Regions from separate parts of the Mus musculus genome. Here regions 2 and 3 are each linked to region 1. A link is a contact called in public promoter capture Hi-C data. All regions are on one chromosome and are shown on one strand. Each heading gives the region's core, a stretch centred on a gene start, on an enhancer-like site or on the middle of the called end of the contact. The rest is flanking DNA. Distances are from core to core; before and after follow the strand shown.

Region 1 (3,556 bases), core at 127-2,626:
AGTGCTGGGATTAAAGGCGTGCGCCACCACGCCTGGCCATGAGCAAGCAAACTTCTCTTGTCAGAGCTCCCTGGTCTCAGAATTTGAGCTCTTATATCTGTTGCTACATCTGAGAGTCTCTGCTTAGAGTCTTCTCAATGTATTACCCTATCAGAGTCTTTTTGTTTGAGACAGGGTCTTGTGTGTGTAGTCCTGTTGGCCTGCAATTCACATGTAAACTAGGCTGGCCTTAAATTCTCAGAGATCTTCCTGCCTCTATGTCTTATGTGCTGTAATTAAAGGTGTAGGCTACCACATTCAGTCCTGTTGTTGTTGCTGCTGCTGCTGGTGAGACAGGTCTTCACTGTGTAGTCTTAGCTAACCTGGAATTCACCATGAAGACCAGGCTGGAACTCAGATCCACCTGCCCCCCAAGTGCTGGGATAAAGGTGTGCACGACCTACCAGAGTTTTAAACTTACAGTGAACCTCAGTATTTCTAAGGGTAGAGTAACATGGGGCGAAAGGAGAGGTCTGCCTCCTTCCCTTTCTCAACTGGATAGTCAACACCTTTGTATTATCATCTGCTAGAACTGGGGCAACTTGATGGCAGTGGATATAGCAGGTTTTACATTATGCTGATTTTGAGTATGGGTCACTTACCCTGGGGGCCCTGGTCCAGCCTTGAATCTCGCTGATGAAGAGGGAGGCAGGAAAACCAGAGTAAGGTAACTAGTCAAGTAGAGAGAAAAGATGTAGGCATCAGAGTAGTGTGAGCCAGTTAAGGGAAAGACTAAGGACCATCCACCCATAACCCCATCCTACCAGCAGGACTAGTGGACCATAGTAGATCACTGCAAGAGGGATTTGGTCCCTATCCTACACTTCTGCTGATAGTGGAGCTGAAAGAGTTAGAGTAAACACACTCCAAGGCTGAGTGAGGAAGCAATACCATCCGGAAGTTTTTTTTTGTTTTTTGTTTTTGTTTTTTCACAGCAGCAAAGTATAGGGGCTGAAGAATAACTGGCAATGATGACCAGGTCTCCTCCGCACCTGACAGTTCAGGGTCTGTCAGGTGGCTAGAGAAGTTAGGAAGGGCTTACAACCCCCACGGGCAGTCTTGGGTTCTGAAGAGCCTCCACGTCACAACCGCACCCGCAAGACCTTTCGCTGGGTCTGGCCAGAGCTGGTGACCACGGACTGCGGACGGAGCCACAAGTCACCTCCCATCCTCACCTACCTGGTCGAAATCTCTCACTTGCTTCCGCGGCCACAGAGCTCCTCACAAGTAGTGGCCCGGGCCGGCAAACGCCGGCAAGTGAGGCCCGTCCTGCCCGGGCCTCGTCCCGCCCCCACAGGCTCCGCCCCACCAAGGTTCCATCCGCGTGCTAGGACTCCGCCCTCTCACAAAAGCACTCGCCCCTGGCGGGCTTGTGTCAGGTTCCCAACGGATGTGACGTTTCTGGAAGCGACGAGCTGGCCCTACCACGTGAGACCTGACTGCCTAAGTCACTGGTATTGGCATGTGGGGCAATAAGTACATTCTTGTGTGGTTACCTCCTCAGATAAAAGTGGGTGATGGGAAGATGATGTCAGAGGACATTAAACTGATACTAAATTAAAGGTCATGTGGTGATTGAAGTGATGGCTCAGTGAGTGTTTACTACCTTTTCAGGACTCTGGTTCAACTTCACATTATCTACTTAGCAGCTTGCAGCCGCCTGTAACTACAGTTCAGGAGCTTTGATACCCTCTTCTTGCCTCTGCCCATACTGGATGCATATGGTGCACATACAAACATACAGCCAAACATATGCATGTCATTTTTTAAAAGGTGACTTGTATCCAGGTAGTTCTGTTATTGCCGTATCTGCTTCTCTCTCCCCCCCCCCCTTTCTTTTTCTTTTTCCTTTTTTTCCGAGACAGTTTTTCTCTGAATATCCCTGGCTGTCCTGGAACTCACTCAGTAGACCAGGGTGGCCTCGAATTCAGAAATCCACCTGCCTCTGCCTCTCAAGTGCTGGGATTAAAGGCATGGACCACCACTGGCCAGCTTGCTTCTCTTTTTTGAGGTGTACAAAATAAACTTGTTTATCTTATTGTTTTGATCTCTTTCTTTCTTCCTTTTCCTTTTTTTTTTTTTCGAGACAGGGTTTCTCTGTGTAGCCCTGGCTGTCCTGGAACTCACTTTGTAGACCAGGCTGGCCTCGAACTCAGAAATCTGCCTGCCTCTGCCTCCTGAGTGCTGGGATTAAAGGCGTGTGCCACCACGCCGGGCTCTTTCTTTCTTTTTAATGAGCCTTGGAGACAGAAGCAGGCAAATTGCTGAGGTCAAGACTAGGTAGGTCTACTGAGAGAGTTCCAGGCCAGCTGTCCAGGGCCACACAGAGAAATTCTGTCTTTAAAAATCTATAATGAGGCTTCTGCGATGGCTCAGTTGATAAAAGCACTTGAGGCCTCTCAACACTACATGTTCAATGGAGGGAAAGAACTGACTCCTAGAAGTTGTCCTCTGACCTACATGAGTACTCATACACAAACTATAAATACACATTTTTTTTTGGTTTGGTTTTTTTGAGACAGGGTTTCTCTGTGTAGTCCTGGCTGTCGCAGAACTCACTCTGTAGACCAGGCTCGAACTCAGAAATCCACCTGCCTCTGCCTCCCAAGTGCTAGGATTAAAGGTGCGTGCCACCACTGCCAGGCTCATACACAATTTTTAAAAAAGGGTCGTTGTTCCCAAAGTTACTGGGGAAACTAGAATAAATGAGTATTGCTTTAAAATGAACCTTTTCTCAGCTATGCTAGCACTTCAAAGGCTGAGACAGGAGAATTGGATTTTTTTTTTCTCCCTGAGACAGGGTTTCTCTAAGTAGCCCTGGTTGTCCTGGAACTCACTCTGCTGACTAGGCTGGCCTCGAACTCAGAGATCTGCCTGATTTGCTTCTGAGTGCTGAGATTAACATGGTGCACCATCACCTGGCAGGAGGATTGGCTATTTAAGGCCAGTTTAGCTGGGCGTGGTGGTGCACGCCTTTAATCCCAGCACTTGGGAGGCAGAGGCAGGCGGATTTCTGAGTTTGAGGCCAGCCTGGTCTACAGAGTGAGTTCCAGGACAGCCAGGGTTACACAGAGAAACCCTGTCTCGAAAAACCAAAGAGAGAGAGAGAGAGAGAGAGAGAGAGAGAGAGAGAGAAGAGAGAAGAGAGAAGAGAGAAGAGAGAGAGAGAAGAGAGAAGAGAGAAGAGAGAAGAGAGAAGAGAGAGAGAGAGAAGAGAGAAGAGAGAGAGAGAGAGAGAGAAGAGAGAAGAGAGAAGAGAGAAGAGAGAAGAGAGAAGAGAGAAGAGAGAAGAGAGAGAGGAGAGAGAGAGAGGAGTTTTAGGATTTTTTTCCCTCCATATCCCCAACCACCCAAAATTGGCTTCTCTCACACCAGTAGCAGAGGTTCATTTCTATGGGGATCAAACCCAGGTCTGTTTTTGTTGTTGTTGTTTTTTGTTGTTGTTGTTGTTGTTTTGGTTTTTGGTTTTTCGAGACAGGGTTTTTCTGTGTATCTCTGGCTGTCCTGGAACTCACTC
Region 2 (3,736 bases), core at 976-3,475, 1.0 Mb after region 1:
CATATGTTTTATTTGCTGTTGCTTTTTTATTAATGATTACTATGGGAGGCCCCAGGTAGTCATAGGCAGAGCTACTCTTGGACAGGTGTTCTTGAATTGTATAAGAAAATAGGCGGATCAAGACATAATGATCAGTCAGTAAGCAATGTTCCTCCATGATCTCTGATTCAGTTCTGGCACCCAGGTTCCTGCCCTTTTGAGATTCTGTCCTCATTTCCATCAGTGAAATTGATTAGTGAATTGTTTATTACATGGAAGTATAAGTTGAAATAAACCCTGTTGCTTTTGGTCATGGTGTTTTATTACAGCCAGAGAAACTTTAACTAAGACACCCTCCCTCCTCAAAAAGCTGGAAACAAACTTATCATATGACCCAGCTATATCACTCTTGGGCATACATCTAAAAGGATTGTACATTCCACTATAGAGATACTTGTATATCCATATTCATTGCCATTCAATTCATAATTGAATGAAAAAGGAAAGAGCCAACATCCACCAACTGAAGAATGGATAATGAAAATGTGGTACATTCACACAATGGAATATTTATTACTCAGCTGTAAAGAAAAATGAAATTAAATTTGCAGGTAAATGGATAGAGCTGGAAATAATCATTCTCCATAAGGTAACCTAGACCCAGAAAAACAAATGCCTCAGATTCTCTCTCACATGTGAATGCTAACTCTGAATCTTTAGATATCTGTCTTAAATTGGAGTATCCATAGAGATCAGGAAACTAGCAAGGGGCCAACAAGGGAAGGCAGATTTCAAGGGAAATGGGATATACTGCAGTTGATATGAAAAGGGAACAGGAGAAGTTGAAGGGTTACGTGGGGTAAGGATAGGAGGGCAGGAGAGAGAAGTGAGTATGGGTAGTGATTATTAACACTAAAGATACTTGAAAAAAATATGAAAACCTACTACTGTAGAAGCTTTTTAAATAAAATATACATGTATACATATATAAGAATTTAAATGGAGTTACCCCTACATCAGGATGACAATGTCCCTACTAAACACTGCAGGGTAACAAATATAAAGCCCAGTGCCAGGAATGGGTCACCTCTTTTGGAGTTTGTTGGCTCCATAAACCCCCAAACATTATAAGGTACTGCCAATTTTTTGGCAATCTACAGAACTTCATGGTTAAGATCGTATTGCTGATGACACAACATAGTTGAGTCATAAAACATGGGGAAATCAAGCTGGCACTGACAAGATTTCACAGTGCTGGAAGGTTACATGTGTGCTATTTGGGGTGACAAGTTATTGACAGTCTTACAAAGCATCTAAGAACCCTGTGAGGTACTATATAATGACTGATATGTCAAAATAGCCTCATTGCTATGGTAGTGGCATAAATATAGTAGGAGTAACTAATCACTTCATGTTTGTATTTAAGGCCCACTCCACAGGATAGAACCGATACCTGTTAGAAAGCCAAAACCCCATGGCTGCCTAAGTCATAGGGAAGAACTGCTTTCCTAAATGGACACAAAAATAAACTGTCTCCTCCCAATTTTTTTTACTATTATACCGATAAAATAGGGGATCTTTCACTCCTCATCTAAGAATCTTCTTTTTTCTAATAGACTCACAACTAGTATATGTACAGAGGATAAGAGGCAATAAAGTGCTCAATTCTAATTGAGATATTTGTATCACTCCCCTCTCCAGTCCCAAGGGATCGGAAGTCCTGTTTGGCCTCAGGTACTGCGTACACGTGCTGTACTCAAACACATGCAAATACTCATATACACAAAGTTAAAAAAAAAACTTTAAAGCGGAAGAAGCAGCAGTCATAATACAAGTGTACATTATTAAGTGGTTGGAATGCTTTTAAAAAGTGTAAGATGTGTTTTCCTGAACTTAAACAGCCTTGAAATTAATGTCAGAATTAACATAAGTTCATTGTTTACATAAATATGCAAAATCTAAAATAAATTAAAAAAAATAAAGGTGAGATAAACTCTGTCACCACCAAGGCAGAGAAGCTTTCTGCACACGTAGCAAGCATTCATTCCTCTGCGCAAGTGTGGGGCTGCAGCTGAGGTGGTTGTAGCAGCTGCTCCAGGACAGGAAAGATGTCTAATGGGACCAGGCCCCGCTGTCTCCGACTGCCAAGGGACTGGAAATATCTGCCCCCCCACCCCCTGCCGGAAGCCAGCTGCGGATGACTAACGCCTGTTCCTGGTCTCGTGGTCTGAAGCTGTGTCATCGCGATACTAGGGTCCCCCCCCCCCCCGCGCCCCCGAAATGGCCGCTAACAGTCAAGGTAAAGGCGGGAGCACGCGCGCAAGGGCCAGGGGTGGAATCACCTTTGTCGCTTAGAGTGAAGTACTGCTGGTTGCATGCTGAGTCGCTTGCTGGGTTCCTCCCTCCCCAGGGAGCTTCAATAGCACCTGGATAGGGCAGCGCGGAGACTTTTCTGGCGGGTGTTCTGGGATCTGGCCAAGGTCATACTTAAGCTGGCTTTTGAGTTACCCAGGGATGTTATCTCTGCCTAGCTCTTCTAGCCTTTCAGTGCCGCCCCTACCGAGGTGTCCCTAGGGAGATCCAGTTACTGTTCTCAGAAGCGATCTGGCTCCCTGACAGGAGTGTTTTTGTCTCTTACTGCCTCTCAAACACCTACAGTCCTCATTTTCATTGGTACTTTCCTAATTGATTGTTTTGAAAACAGTAGGAGATATAGTCGGCCCACTCAAAATAAAATCCCAGTGGAGCACTTTTTTTCTTTCTTTTTGTCCGTTTTCTTTTCTTTTCTTTAGTTACGTTAAGTCAGTCAATTCATTAAGCTCACAGTCATTACACTTGATGCAATTGCTGAGCAGAATACCTAGAAATTTCTGAGAAATCTTGTCTTACATAATTGTAGTGCTTACAATAATTATCGTTGTTTTCCTGGGCCTATAGACAAGGCTTGTAAATGTTGTTTACCAGTGTTTAATGAGCGGACTCTAATTGTTATCCATCCCATCTCACCCACCATCAACAGATAATTTGGTGTAGTCCAGTCTGGCCTCAAACTCAGCTATCCTTGTGTTTCAGCCTCTAGAGTGCGTGGAACTATACCCAACTAAATCCCACTTTTGACTAGAGCCATACGTTGAATGTATTGTATATGGTTTTTAAATATATATATATGAATATCTAGTGCTTCTAACACTATTGAAAGGACTTGCTTTGTACTGTGGAGTTACCTGAGTACCTTGATAGGAAAATGATATAATAGTATATGTAAATGTATTTCTATACTTCTTATTCAACTAATTTTGTGTATACTTAGGTCAATTCAACATCCTCTCTCTCTCTCTCTCTCTCTCTCTCTCTCTCTCTCTCTCTCTGTTTTTTGAGACAGGGTTTCTTTGTGTAGCCCTGTCTGTCCTGGAACTCAATCTATAGACCAGGCTGGCCTCAAACTAAGAAATCCGCCTGCCTCTGCCGGGCATGCACCACCACTGCCTGGCTTTTTCTTCTTCTTTTTTTTTTTATTAGATATTTTCTTTATTTACATTTAAAATGTTATCCCCTTTCCTGGTTTCCCCTCTGAAAACCCCCTATCCCATCCCCCCTTCCCCTGCTCACCAACCCACCCACTCTCTCTTCCTGGTCCTGGCATTCCCCTACACTGGGGCATCTAGCCCTCACAGGACCAAGGGCCTCTCCTCTCATTGATGACAGACAAGGCCATCCTCTGCTACATATGCAGCTGGAGCCATGTCCCTCCATGTGT
Region 3 (3,573 bases), core at 557-3,056, 1.5 Mb before region 1:
TTATCAATTAGACCATTGTTTCAGGTAAAATATACACAGGGTACCCTTGTCTGTTACTTTTTGCAGGCAGAAAGGAGAAGAACGGTAACAGCTAAAAGACAAGCAATAAGGAAACACAAGGTAACAAAGAAAAGGATGTGTGCAGCTTACCTTCAGTTCTTTGATGTCTATAGTTCCAGTTCCATCAGCATCAAAGAGATCAAAAGCTTCCCGGATTTCCTGTTTCTGGTCTTCAGTAAGTTCAGGCTTAGGACTCATCCTTTTTCTCTGGGCACTGGATGCCATGGTTGTCTTCTTAAAATTAGAGGCCTTCACACAATATATAAACACAGAAGCACATTATTACAAGCCATAGTCCTTGTTTTATTTATGACAGCTCTAAACATACATATCTTTTTCAATGAGGTGTGCCATCGTTTGTAATGTACTTATGTCATTACGTAAACTTCCATGGGCCAGTGAGAATTCTTGCTGCCAAGCTTGATAACCTAAGTGGGAACCAGGACCCAGGCTTCAGTTGTCGTTGTCAAAGATGAAAAGGGAAACGATGCTTACATGGTAAAAGGAGAGAACTAACTCTTCCAAATTATTCTCTGACCGCCACACTCAGGCTAAAATGTGCTTCTCCACCAAGGAATAATAAGTGTAAAAACTAAAATAAAATTAACCCCAACTCTAAATGACAAATAGCACAAACCTCTGTGAAGAAAAAACTTTCTCTCAACTTAAAACTATTTCAATTTATATATGTCAGTTTTTACTAAGTTATAAAAAAAGAAATTGGCAATAATGAGGTTATTTTCTAATATAACTGTAAATTTGTCTTAATGTGATGTCTCATATGACTAAATTCAACTATATTTCATTGGGGAGCCACCAAATAGAAGAGAGTTTTTGTTTTAAAATAGTATATTACCATTTTCCTCCTTGTTCTTGTATAGATCAACATAGAGCAAGTGAATATATGAATATGAATTTCTAGTGTTAACATAGCCTTCATGAGAAGACATAACTCTGACCTCCACTGTCTTAAAGTTTATACTACAGAAAGTTCATGCAATTGTACCATTAATCCATGTGTCACTTTAGGAGATTCAATTTCAGTCATTTTTAAATCTAAAAAAGCATCATCAAAAGCTCTTTGAGAAACCAATTACAGTTATGGATGATCAACTGTATATGATTTCCGTACTCTCGGTTTTAGAAATGTACTTAAAACATCTACTTGTGGTGCCAGTTCCCAAGAACTCTGCTCCTCCAATTACTTATGCCTAAATTTGGCTAAATGTAAACTTACTAAGATAAAAATTATGCCGGTACAAAGTGATAAAAATCAAACCATTTGCACCTGCGTGCTTTCTCACAGCCTCTCCTGAAAGCGTTTGCGACCATCAGAACACAGTAAACCTCTTAGCACCAATGCATAAACTTTAACTGGGTGGCCGCGGCCAGGAGGCCTGAGTTTGACTGAGGCGGAAGTCTAAGGGAAGCAATAGAATGGTCACCCTGCTGTTTCCTGAAAGCCAGCGGAGGTCCAGAGGCAGTTTGTGCGGGGGTGGCTGAAGGTGACTTGGGCGAGGAGGGGGTAGTGGGAAAGAGCAGGCAAGGCAAGCTGCTGGCGGCTGTACTTTCTCTTCTACCCTTCCGGCACACAGCTCCAAGGAAGAACTAGTGCGTCAACGCCAAGAACCGTGCAAGAAAGGTAGCAAGGCTGCACCGAGGCCTAGGAAAGGACCGGGGACGCCGCGTGGGGTCCACCGAATCCCTAGCACTTACCATCACCCAACGGACTCTGCCACCGGTTGTTAAGGCAACGGCGTACTCGCAGCCTCAGCGGCGTTCCCACTGCTCCACGCGCGCACAGCCCGCTTCCCATTGGTTTGGGAACGAAGAGGTGGGGCTAACCTGGCAAAACTCGCCCAAGAGCAAGAGGGCGGTGCGTCGGCAGCCAAAGACTAGCCTCATTGGGCAAAATCATGCTGTGAGCGTCAATTGGTTGCGCCAGAGCCAAGCTAGACCAATCAACATTATGAAGGAAGCTCTGCTGATTGTGGGCTCATATCTATCAGTAGAAAAGGGTGGCGGGTGTTCAGCCAGACTTCTCTGGTTGCCGGTTGTCTGCAAGCTGAGGTCGATCATTTGAGTGTCTAAACCGGGTAAGAGTTGCGGGCTTGCCCTTAGAGGCTGCTGCGTGTGGGTGACAGAGCCTGGAGGAAGTAGGAGGGAATGGGTGGGACCCATTTTAAAACCGAGTTGGGGGACACAGAACATCTGAGGGGCCAGCAAGATATGACCAAATGGTTTGGAGGGGTGACTGTGCCAGGAGAAGCTGAGACCTCGAAACTGGAGTGGGCATGCTGAGTATTGTGTCAGTGGTTCACAGGGCTGGGGCTTAGAAACCCAATCCACATGAGGCTTTGTCTTTACATTAGCTCTACAAGAGTCACTTTAGCTCTCAGGGGAATGGGCTGGGGACTTTTAGATCTTCAAAACTCATCAAAATGTGTCCTGTTAGACGTACAGACACTCAAGTCACATGGGAAGGAGCATTCCTGAATGAGACTCCCTTGAAAGCAAAGCCACAGGAGTTTTGGAAGTATGGAATGTAAAGAGAATTAAAGGGCAAAGTGCACAACGGGTTGGGGCTACCTGGAGCTGTGCCAGGAGTAATGAAGGCCCAGGGTCGAACACAGATTCTATGTTCTACGTCCCTCAAAGCAAAGAAAATCAGTTTAGGGACTTTAAGGGCACAGTATCAGTCTCTCAAACTGAGAAAGGCCTGAGACTTAACAGCTCCCCATAAATGTAATATAGGCCCTTTGCCCTCTTTCCTTTAAGCCAGGAACCGGCTTCAAAACTTTTGTGTCTTGTTTGGCTCCTTTGTTCACTGCAGCAACAATCCCCCATATCCAGCCTCTGAGTTCTCACAGTTCCGTCCTTGAATTGTCCTCTGTTTTCTCTGTTCCTCCTCAGCCCTTCCTCAGCAGTATGAGCTGGAGTTCTCACCATAATCTGCAAAGCCTGCCATGAAATTCCTCCTTCTCCCATCACACCCACACTGTTCCCCCTCTGGCTCACTCTCACCCAGGGCACTATTTTTGCGGCTGATACATTCCTTCACTGACCTTACCCAGTCCCATGAACTTTTTAAAATTTTTTAGTATTTTGATTAATTCTTTGAGAAAATTTCACAGGTAGATATAATTTTTTTGTTTTGAGATAGGGTCTCACTCTGTAATTCTGGCTGACCTGGCACTCACTATGTAAACCAGGATGCCCTCAAACTTCACAGGGATCCATCTGCCACTGCCTCCTGAGTGCTTAGATTAAAGGTATGCACCAGCAAGCCTAGTATTGGTCTTCAGCTATTGTCACCTTCTCTGTAAAGGTAATCACTCTCTTTACTTTGTACCTGGGCCCCTCATATTGCTCCATATTTTTATAGTAGCACTTGTCACCTCCTAAGCCACTGTAAAGTTAACCTTTTTTCTTTGTTGTCTCCACTAGAAGGTAGGCACAGGAGGACAGGAATCATATTTGTGTTCACCAGTACCTGGAAAAGGAAAGACTACA

The links. Promoter capture Hi-C pulls out the DNA fragments that hold promoters and counts their contacts.
Region 2: a promoter capture Hi-C map of liver shows a contact between it and region 1, with 3 times the contacts expected there. The contact joins the promoter of Fundc2 here to the promoter of Slc10a3 in region 1. A contact is called at or near these places in 2 of 39 promoter capture datasets (erythroid cells and liver).
Region 3: a promoter capture Hi-C map of pre-B cells shows a contact between it and region 1, with 2.9 times the contacts expected there. The contact joins the promoter of Cetn2 here to the promoter of Slc10a3 in region 1. A contact is called at or near these places in 2 of 39 promoter capture datasets (erythroid cells and pre-B cells) and 1 of 9 other capture datasets (adipose tissue).

What each region holds. Positions count from the first base shown.
Region 1 is chrX:74,371,973-74,375,528 of GRCm38.p6, forward strand. It overlaps Slc10a3 (solute carrier family 10 (sodium/bile acid cotransporter family), member 3), which reads right to left and starts at 1,377. Exons shown (of 3, transcript NM_145406.2): 1 at 1,219-1,377; 2 at 642-710. Gm44504 (predicted readthrough transcript (NMD candidate), 44504) reads right to left here and starts at 1,377. Exons shown (of 6, transcript NR_103489.1): 1 at 1,219-1,377; 2 at 642-710.
Region 2 is chrX:75,380,174-75,383,909 of GRCm38.p6, forward strand. It overlaps Fundc2 (FUN14 domain containing 2), which reads left to right and starts at 2,226. Exons shown (of 5, transcript NM_026126.4): 1 at 2,226-2,278. The coding sequence starts at 2,260. It also overlaps a transcript of F8 not described here.
Region 3 is chrX:72,916,538-72,920,110 of GRCm38.p6, forward strand. Cetn2 (centrin 2) reads right to left here and starts at 1,807. Exons shown (of 5, transcript NM_019405.6): 1 at 1,777-1,807; 2 at 151-309. The coding sequence starts at 1,779. Nsdhl (NAD(P) dependent steroid dehydrogenase-like) reads left to right here and starts at 1,984. Exons shown (of 8, transcript NM_010941.3): 1 at 1,984-2,156.